Linked DNA regions of Zea mays: region 1 is linked to region 2. Evidence: chromatin contacts called from public Hi-C data. All regions are on one chromosome and are shown on one strand. The core of a region is the stretch at or near the end of the contact, and the rest is flanking DNA. Distances in the headings are between cores, read along the strand shown. Region 1 holds the start of LOC100193897 (Ras association and pleckstrin y domain 1). Region 2 has its middle 29 kb from the start of LOC103636474.

Evidence for each region. A called contact is a pair of places that touch in the nucleus more often than the background predicts.
Region 1: a contact with region 2 is called in a Hi-C map of leaf, with 5 times the contacts expected there. The contact joins the promoter of LOC100193897 here to the enhancer-like site in region 2. A contact is called at or near these places in 2 of 25 Hi-C or Micro-C datasets (leaf and tassel).

Annotation. Positions count from the first base shown.
Region 1 is chr8:173,981,510-173,985,836 of Zm-B73-REFERENCE-NAM-5.0, forward strand. It overlaps LOC100193897 (Ras association and pleckstrin y domain 1), which reads right to left and starts at 1,406. Exons shown (of 1, transcript NM_001138972.1): 1 at 27-1,406. The coding sequence starts at 1,357. The coding sequence ends at 374. It overlaps LOC100279596 (MYB-type transcription factor), which reads left to right and starts at 2,190. Exons shown (of 2, transcript NM_001317832.1): 1 at 2,190-2,787; 2 at 2,930-3,393. The coding sequence starts at 2,360. The coding sequence ends at 3,203.
Region 2 is chr8:173,879,505-173,884,272 of Zm-B73-REFERENCE-NAM-5.0, forward strand. No RefSeq gene overlaps it. Among protein-coding and RNA genes, the nearest start is that of LOC103636474, 29 kb to the right of the region's middle. Within about 2 kb of position 3,262, at least 18 of the 20 cell types and tissues checked have an H3K27ac peak or open chromatin away from gene starts, as enhancers often do. A contact at or near this core is called in leaf and tassel, where this site is marked.

The DNA of each region.
Region 1 (4,327 bases), core at 156-2,655, 100 kb after region 2:
TAAACTGAAAACAGCGCAATACAATTGCTGGAAAAGATAACACCCATCATCATTCATCAAGACAACAAGACACAAGTACACCATCAAAGCAAGCCATGAGATATTTATGTTACACACCAAATCTGTCATCATAAAACATTGTACTACCTCCGTTCTCGAATATTTGTCGCCCGCTAGTTCATTTTTGAACTAAACAGCGACAAATAAACAAGAACCGAAGGAGTAGTTTATAGGTATCAGAATAATTCACAACATCACAAATATATATACATACATGGGGAAAGCCATAGACTAACACTGGATTTATTCCCACATAGGCATGGAAGAAGAATCAACTCACAGCGCTTTCTTCCACACTCACACAAACTTCGGTTCAATAGTCGCCACGATACTCGCTGTAATCATCCCTCCCAGCAGGTACCACCTTCTCTTCCACCCGTTCTGCACCCTTATCCTCCTTGTACTTCACCGCTTCATCAATTGCTAGACCCCCGAGGGCTCCAGCCACAGCACCCACCGCAAGCCCAGTGCCTGCTCCATACCTTCCGTTCCCACTGCCACTACCAGCGGCCCCAGTCCTCCCTCTCTGCTCATATTGCCTGTTGTAGTCCACCGGTGCAGAGGGCCCTCCGGTGTACTCATACGGATGTGGTGGAGGTGCAGGTGCAGAGTAGTATCCACTAGGGCGATAGTACTGGTCAGATCCGTACTGAGGCGGGGCCGAGTAGGCGGGAGGAGGCGGTGGAAAGTAGTACGGGGAGCTGGAAGGCGGAGGGTATTGCGGCTCCGGAGGCGGCGGCGAGCGCTCGCGGATGGCGACGCGGATCCGGATCTTCCCCTGTGGGCGGCCGGAAGGGCGGAGGAGTGGCAGGCTGACGAGAGCGGAGGCTGCGGGATCGTGGCTAGGGTTAGGGTTTGCGGGGAAGAGGAGGTCGCGGAGAGGAGAGCGGGCGGATCCGACGAGCGGCTTGGGCGAATCGGAGGGCTTAGAGTGGAAAACGTCGAGGGACAGGAGGATGGAGGGGTCGTGCGGGGAGAGGTGGGGCGGAAGCGGGAGGACGAGGCGCTCGTTCCAGGTTGGTTTGCACCCGCCGCCGTCGTCGGGGCGGGTAGCGGCGCGGCGGGAGGGGTCAAGGTACACCACGACGTAGGCACGGAGGTCGCCACGGCGCCAGTTGACATTCTTCAGGTGCTTCCCGCAGACGACGGTAACCTCAAGGTCGAGCGCCTTTGGCAGCGCCGTTGACGGCGGCGGTGGCGGCATCGAAGGCGGTAGGGATTGGAATTGGTGGTGAACATTCGGAGGAGGTGGGTGCTGGTGCGGGTGGAGGGGCGAGGAAGGGGATGGGGAAGCCATGGCGCGGCGGCGCGGTGGTGGGTGGCAGTATTTTTTTTCTGGCACTCGCAGAGTTGCAGTGGCAGGCAGCTGGGGCGGCCGGGTGGGTGATGAGGCCGTGAGGGCGAGTGGACAACGGGGTTCAGCTTTTTCTGACCAGCTTTTCCGAGAATTTAGCTGTGGGAAGAATCTAAGTATCATTAGGATTACGTGTGGAGAAAGATAAAATTATCCATAAGACTCAGAATCTATAAAGTGACAGATTACTACTATTGCGACGACTCAACCGATTATATGTTTATGTTGATTTTGAATAGTTTTTACCCAAACGAATTTTATAGAAGCTGACTGAAAAGCTGAGTGTTTGGCTGTTCACGGCAGCTTCTCGTGACCAGAAGCTGCGAAAAGCCGAAACAAAACGGGGCCAACGATTGATGAAGCAACTGTGCCGCGTCCGCGTCCCGTCATAAATATCTGCTACAAGCCCACAATCACGAACATTTCGGAGCAGGACCCATTTCTCAGGCCCAGTACTTTTCTAGGGGCAGGCATCGTTGTTCAGTTTCTTCTCCATTATGGTTGATGATTGTTGAACTGAAAGACTTTGTAGGTTCTTTTAAATTAGATGGAGAAATACAGCAAATCCCAAGATGCTGTATTTGAAAGTAACGCCCATTACAATGCTACGGCACAATAAATGAATGAAATTGTTGGTGCAGCCGACCGAGAGCAAGGCGGGGCTGTGCAGCGTGACCGGAGGCCGTCTATCAGTGAACAGATAAACAGAGAAAGCGGCCACGGTTGAGAGTTGAGAGGCCACGAACCCCACCAAGATTCCACAAAACTCCATCACCAGATCCAGAACCCACTTCCACTTCCTCTCTCGTGTTTTCATTTTAGGCCAGAATAAACTCCAGCCACTTCGGCATGCGCCGGGAATTTGATTCTTCTGCCTAAAATAGTCACGCTACCTTCCACCTCCCCCTACTACTCTGACTCTCCCTCGTCTTCTTCGCTACCAAGATGATGGCGGAGGCGTGGACGCCGGTGCTGTTGCCGGCGACGGCGCCCTGCTTCTGGCAGCAGGACACGCACTCGGTTTTGTGGCGGAGAGGAGACGCGTGGACGGCGGAGGAGAACAAGCTGTTCGAGAAGGCGCTGGCGCAGATCGACCGGAACGCGCCGGACAGGTGGGAGAAGGTGGCGGCGGTGCTGCCCTGGAAGACGGTCGACGACGTGAGGAGCCACTACCACGCCCTCGAGAAGGACGTGGGCGTCATCGAGGCCGGCGGGCTCGTGCCGTTCCCGCGCTACAGCGGCTCGGTCCCGCCGCCGTCCGGGTTCGCCCTCGAGGACTGGGGCGGCGGCGACCGCGGGTTCAGGCGCGCGCGCGGCTCGGAGGAGATGCAGGAGCGGAAGAAGGGTGTCCCCTGGACGGAGGAGGAGCACAAGTAAGTAGGCAACAGTCCCACCAGCACCCCGTCGCCGCCGTGCTGGGACGACGACGGGGTCGGGTCGGGGTCGATGGATGGGTCGGGTCCGCTCGCCTTCTTTTCCCGCTGAAAATGGCGAGTTTGGTTTCGTCTCTCACAGGCTTTTCTTGATGGGGCTGAGGAAGTACGGGAGAGGGGACTGGAGGAACATCTCGCGCAAGTACGTGACGACCCGGACGCCGACGCAGGTGGCCAGCCACGCGCAGAAGTACTTCATCCGGCTCAGCTCCGGCGGCAAGGACAAGCGGCGGTCCAGCATCCACGACATCACCACCGTCAACCTCCCAGGCGACGCCCCGCGCTCGTCGCCGCCCGCGGCCACCACCAACCCCTCCGCCGGCGCCCTGGTGGTGGACGTGAAGCCCTTCGTGTGACGAGGATGAAGAGTGGCACAGCCTCGTCGTCCAGCTGCCAGCTCGCGGCAGCTCCGAGCGACTGCGTTCATCGAGAACAAGACGCCATGGGCGGCAATGCGGCATCCGTTTCAGTTCAGTGTACATAATTCGGCAAGTACAGAGCCCAACAACTTCCACGTAAAAGGTACTGAATAATAAAGCATTCGATGAAGCCTCTTCCAGTGTCACGTACGGCCGGGGTCGGAAGATTTCTGTGCCGGCTTGTTAATGTATTTTTTGGTGTGCAATGTCTCCGGCCACCAGATCGGGTAACGCTTGTAGTGTGTGATGCTTGCTCTTGCAGGGTCTCGCGAGGTTTTTGTCCGCCAGCCATTGCTGCTTGCCGTACGTCGCTGTAGAAGAAACCTGAAACACGGCCAGCCACGATCACATGTGATGCGTTTAGGGTTTAGTCACTTTAGTGTGTGATGCTTGCTTGCTCTTGCAGGGTCTCGCAGTAGTAGGCACTGAGTTGGACGTCCACCGAGGAAGAAGGTATCATATGAAATCTATAAACAATACTAAAATAAAATAAGATATCGGGCCTGCTCCCCAGTCCCCCCATAGCATACTGAAATCTGACGATTGTCCCCCGTTTCGTTTTAATCGCGCTCGCCTCTGTTGCGTTAGCAGATCATGGCGTGCCCTGCCCTGCCCTGCCTCGGCTGCCTGAGCTGGCCCCAGCCACACACCGAGGGCCAGAGCCAGGCTGCTCCGGCCGCAACTTGCCGCGCGGCGGGGCCCCGTGAGCACAAGGGCACACGAAAGATTCACATGCGAATCCAACGCGACGTCGTCGGGCTGGGGTGGGTTTGTGCTTTCTCTTTCACCACCCAACCCGCTTTCCGGTTCCCGGGAGACGGCAACGGTAGCCACCAACCCTTCCTATGACACGAGCACTTGCACTCGCGTTGAGGTGCGCTGCTACGGGTGACGCTTTGCGCCCCGCTCCGGCGACTTTCGCTCGTGCCAGGTGAAAGCCCGCCCCCGGCCGGCATCGGCGTTGCTAGCAGTGCTGCTCCGCTCCGGTCTTTACGCTGCCATTGCGCGCGGGTGAAAGTGGTGGCAAAGCGGCGAGGGCCGTGGTCCGTGGAGCTTTTGGG
Region 2 (4,768 bases), core at 2,012-4,511:
GTCGGTGTGGCGATTTAGTCAGGTTTGCTTCTTAGCGAAGGCAAGGCCTCGGGCGAGCCGAAGATGTGTCCGCCGTTAGAGGGGGGCCTCGGGCGAGACGGAAATCCTCCGGGGTCAGCTGCCCTTGTCCAAAGCTAGGCTCGGGCGAGGCATGATCGAGTCGCTCGAATGGACTGGTCCCTGACTTAATCGCACCCATCAGGCCTTTGCAGCTTTATGCTGATGGGGGTTACCAGCTGAGAATTAGGAGTCTTGAGGGTACCCCAAATTATGGTCCCCGACAAGTTGATTTGGAGGCTTAGAGAGGATTCAATCTATTTGATGTGTCTTGGAGTGGAGTGTTTTGCTCTTGTATTGAATAAGATGTTTGGAATGTTTGGATGGTTATGAATGAGGTGGTTGGGGGTATTTATAGCCCCCAACCACTTGCATAGCCGTTGGTGAAGGCTGCTGGCGATGGGCGCACCGGATAGTCCGGTGCGCCACCGGACAGCCACTGTGCACTGTCTGGTGCGCGTCACGTCAGCGCAACCGTTAGGGTTCGGAGCTAGTCGATCGTTGGAGCCTTTGTCGTCTTGCTGCACCGGACAGTCCGGTGCCCCTCTGACTTCGCTGCTCTGGCTTCTGTGCGGCACTGTGCTGCACTGTTCACTTGACAGAGCCGACCATTGGCGCAGAGAGTCGTTGCTCCGCTGACGCACCGCACAGTCCGGTGGCACACCAGACAATCCGGTGAATTATAGTCCCGAGAGTGGCTGGTTTGGAGTTGTACGGCCTGGTGATGGTAAAACTGGATGTCTTACCATGGGGTAAAGCCACGCATGCTTGCAGCCATTTGGTTGTCTTGTATTCTTTATTACGGACGACGCGGGCTGCGTGGGTTCGAGCGCCATCATTTGGGCTATACCGACCCCTGGCCTTCGTAGCCCTGGGCTTGGTGAGGCTCGTCGTGTTGCGCCCTGCTAGACCTGCGCACTCAGGCCTAGTCCGGATAGGTCATGAGTGTGTAGTGGGTGGGGTACTTGCGGGCCATAAATGCGCTGCAGTCCGAGGGGCTCGTACGTCATGAGTGCTCTTTACCCCCAAAGGTTTGTAGATCATGAGTGGGATGCAGAACGATGTCTCTACTGTGGCTCGGTACCAAGCACGATTAATGCTGTCGGTCATTTATGAAAGGTTGGTTTTGGGCCAGGCGCGGGGTCCACTCAAGTGGTTTCCCTCCAACACGCCTGACCCTTGTCCGTTTCGCCACGACTGACTTCGAGTTCGGTGTCGCGGGGTTCATCCAAGGACGTGTTCTTCTAGGCTGGACATTACCTGTCACCTCCGATCGACCATCGGGCCCAGTTGGTAGAAGCCATTTCCCCGGTGTGCTCGCTGGTCGATGGGCTCTAGGGACCGGGGATCATATCCCCCATAGCTAGGATAGTCCATTGCTGCTACATGTCTCAAGAGAGACCTCGTTGACGTGAGTTGTGTATGTGCTCCTAACGATACTTCTTTGGTAACATATCTTGTGCATCGCGTACATCATTGAAGACACTATGAGCCTACTTGTTTCAGCTTTTTCTGACGAGCTTTTCTAAGGATCTAACTGTGGGATGAATCTGAGTATTGTTGCTTTTCTAAGGATCTAACTGTGGGATGAATCTGAGTATTGTGGGAATTACGTGTGGAGGAAGATGAAGTGGTCTATAGGGTTTCGAATCTATTTGAATGTTTTTTGAAAAATGTGGTAAAATATTAGACGTTCAGCCGTCCACAACAGTTTCTAATAACTAGAAGCTGGAAATAAGCTGAACATCATCTATGTTCGAGTGTGAATTTATTTTAGACTTTTTTTTGAAATGAAAGTATTGTAGGAAGGTCCTACAATTTATTCTAGACGTTGGTTGATGTAAAAGTTAGCTCAGCCAACAGTAAGTGAACTAGCTTCTTATCGATGTGCTAACATAATTAAATGTTACTAATATTTTGTATGTATCGTGTAATTCATGTTCATCGTTGAAGATATTAGATACAACTATATATTATACGTTGATCAATCTGAAAACCGATTAGACTATGAATGGGGCGATGTATATTTTCAGTATAGATGTCCCAACAGTGCGGGCCGCCCGTTTGGCCCGTGGCACGACACGAATTTAGCCCCGTCCAAACACGGCCCGACACGGTCGGTTACGGGCCCGGACCGGCACGGCCCGTTTAGCGGGCCAGGTATGGGCAGATACGGCGGTCCGCGTGCTTTGGCCTGGCCCGGCCCGATAAATGGGTCGGCCCGACGGCGGTCCGCATATTTATGTAAATACTAAATATATAAATACATTTAATTCTCTCATAATATGTAAATACTAAATACGCGCCCAAACATATATAAAATGCATACATGAATATAAAATGCATACATAAATATTTTTGTTGCCTTAATATATGTAAATAATATTTATTATATATGATTAATTCTGTTAAATGTATATATTTATATACCGCTCTACTGTTGGTTCGGGCCAGTGGCCGGCCCGGTACGTTGAGGCCCACCGGGCCAATGGGTTGGCCCCGCACGATTTTTCCCTGTGCGTGCCGGGTTTAGGCATGTCCCTAGGCACGTAGGCCAGCCCGACCCGACCCGAAGCATCAACGGGCCGTGCCGGGTCGAAACGGGTTCGAGCCGGGTCCGTGCCGGGTGGCCTGTTTGGACATCTATAATTTTCAGCGATGGACTGATTTTGTGTTCGCTGTGAATTAAAACCAGTTATTTAATCTGCTGCAGCTACAATCCACATAGACAAAATCTATAAAAATAAATAAGTCTTTTCGGATTAAAACCAAACCAAACGGACAACTTTGGTGTTTTATTGCGCCACCGTGTGGTTGTGCGTCAAGCCGTCAACCACGTGCTCCTCACTGTGGCGACGTCCCGTTAAGCGCCATCTGAATATATCTGGGTTCGTAAATCGTAACGTTAGAAAAGAAAAGAAAAAAATGATAGGGAATGTGAAATCACGGTAGTCCTCAGCAGGATCGTCATTTCGTCAAGTAATAAAGAGATAAAATCGGATTTCATGATCATGCGTAATTAAAAAAGGGAAAGGGACAGTGTGGCAAAAAAAATTTCCTGGATTGCTATGGATCCAAACCTCCTAGATTCCATGGGTTGGCCGTTAGGAGGCCTGTCGGTCGTGGCCAACTGGCCATTAACATCCACGAGCTAGTGGGTACCTAAGGCACGTACGTATTGACGTTTTCTTTCGTTCATGGGCTGGGCCAGCATCAGCAAGAGAACAGACTCGCTACCCGATGGTTGATGGGCTAGAAGAGTGACCGTCCTAGGCTGCAATATCGTCAACGTTGACATTAATTTGCGTGCCAGACTGCTGTGCAATGAAGCTTTGTTATTAGCAATGATTTTTTTAATCTTTAATCCTTTTTAAACTACTTTTAAAAATAATATAAGTGTATTATTTCTTAGAACTAATCTATATGACGGCACTGGTCTCCCTACCATAACCAAATCGAACAATTGTACTGACGCATTTAGGTGCCGTATGGTTCACATATTTGTGACGTAATGGGTAACAGATAACGTTAAATCATGTTTGTTTTAGTCCAATCGTAATCAGATACCACACTAAAATTTGATATCAGTCTATTTAAATTTGTTACCGCCAGTAATCGAACGTAAATTATTACTATTATCATTTGTGTTATATTTTTTGAACCAAACAGCACTTTAGTGTGGTTGGCCAACATGACAGGCTAGCCGCACACTAACAAATGACGTGGCACTCCTCATATCGGCCGTGCGTCACACGTGGAACTGTGGAAGGTAGTCTGCTGAATTCCAGAGACATCCGGAGAAGAGCGATGGCGTTGTTTTCTTGTCGTTGCTACCAAATCGAACGGCTGAGAACAGGTAAGATGAAGTGGACGTCCGGTTTTGCGCATTTGCTCCCTGCTTTAATATGGGGTCCATGTGGATGCAACACTAGTAAATATGGTATTGGACATTTGGACAGTCAATTGATTTAGGAACCACTTAATCCTTCTCCAATGGTAGTCGGTGAATCAATGTGATGTTCAATAGGCATTGCTAACAATGACTTTGATGTGGGTTCATATGAGTAGAATGAGTAGAAGGAATAGGAGGAGGAAATGATCTCTGGTGATGATAGCAATTATTTAGATGGCTTTAAAGAGTATGACAGTGATTATGGAGAGGGTACGTCATGATTTATTTTTAATTAGAATGATGTAAAAGTATTTTTAAAATATTATCTTTTTATTGATGATGTATTTGGGGATATTGAGATCATACTTCAATTTTGTTTCGGTTATTTTATTGCTCGTAGTTATGCTTATTATTCATTTAAATTGTTGTTTGCATTATATCAAACCTTAGTATATGCAAAGAGGATTTGACATTTTATGAGTACATAGAAAGATGGGAATATGAAAAACCATCACATAAGTCATGTTGTACCACATGTATAGATTCTATTTAGTCGTCTTTAGATAGTAGGAGTTTTACTTTATATAGATTGCTTTATTATGTATAGGTTTCAAAACAAAACATTTCCTCAAATAACATGCAATAAACTAGTCATGTGATCAATATAGAGTGTATAAAACAATAATTTACATATATAATGGGTGTGGATTCAAGCGATGAAACACTAGTTGTGAGGGAAAAGATCCTCGGGCCTCTGGGGCCCACTAGTTAGAGAGAACACATGGAGGAGGACCTCCGACTACCTAGGACCACCTGTCT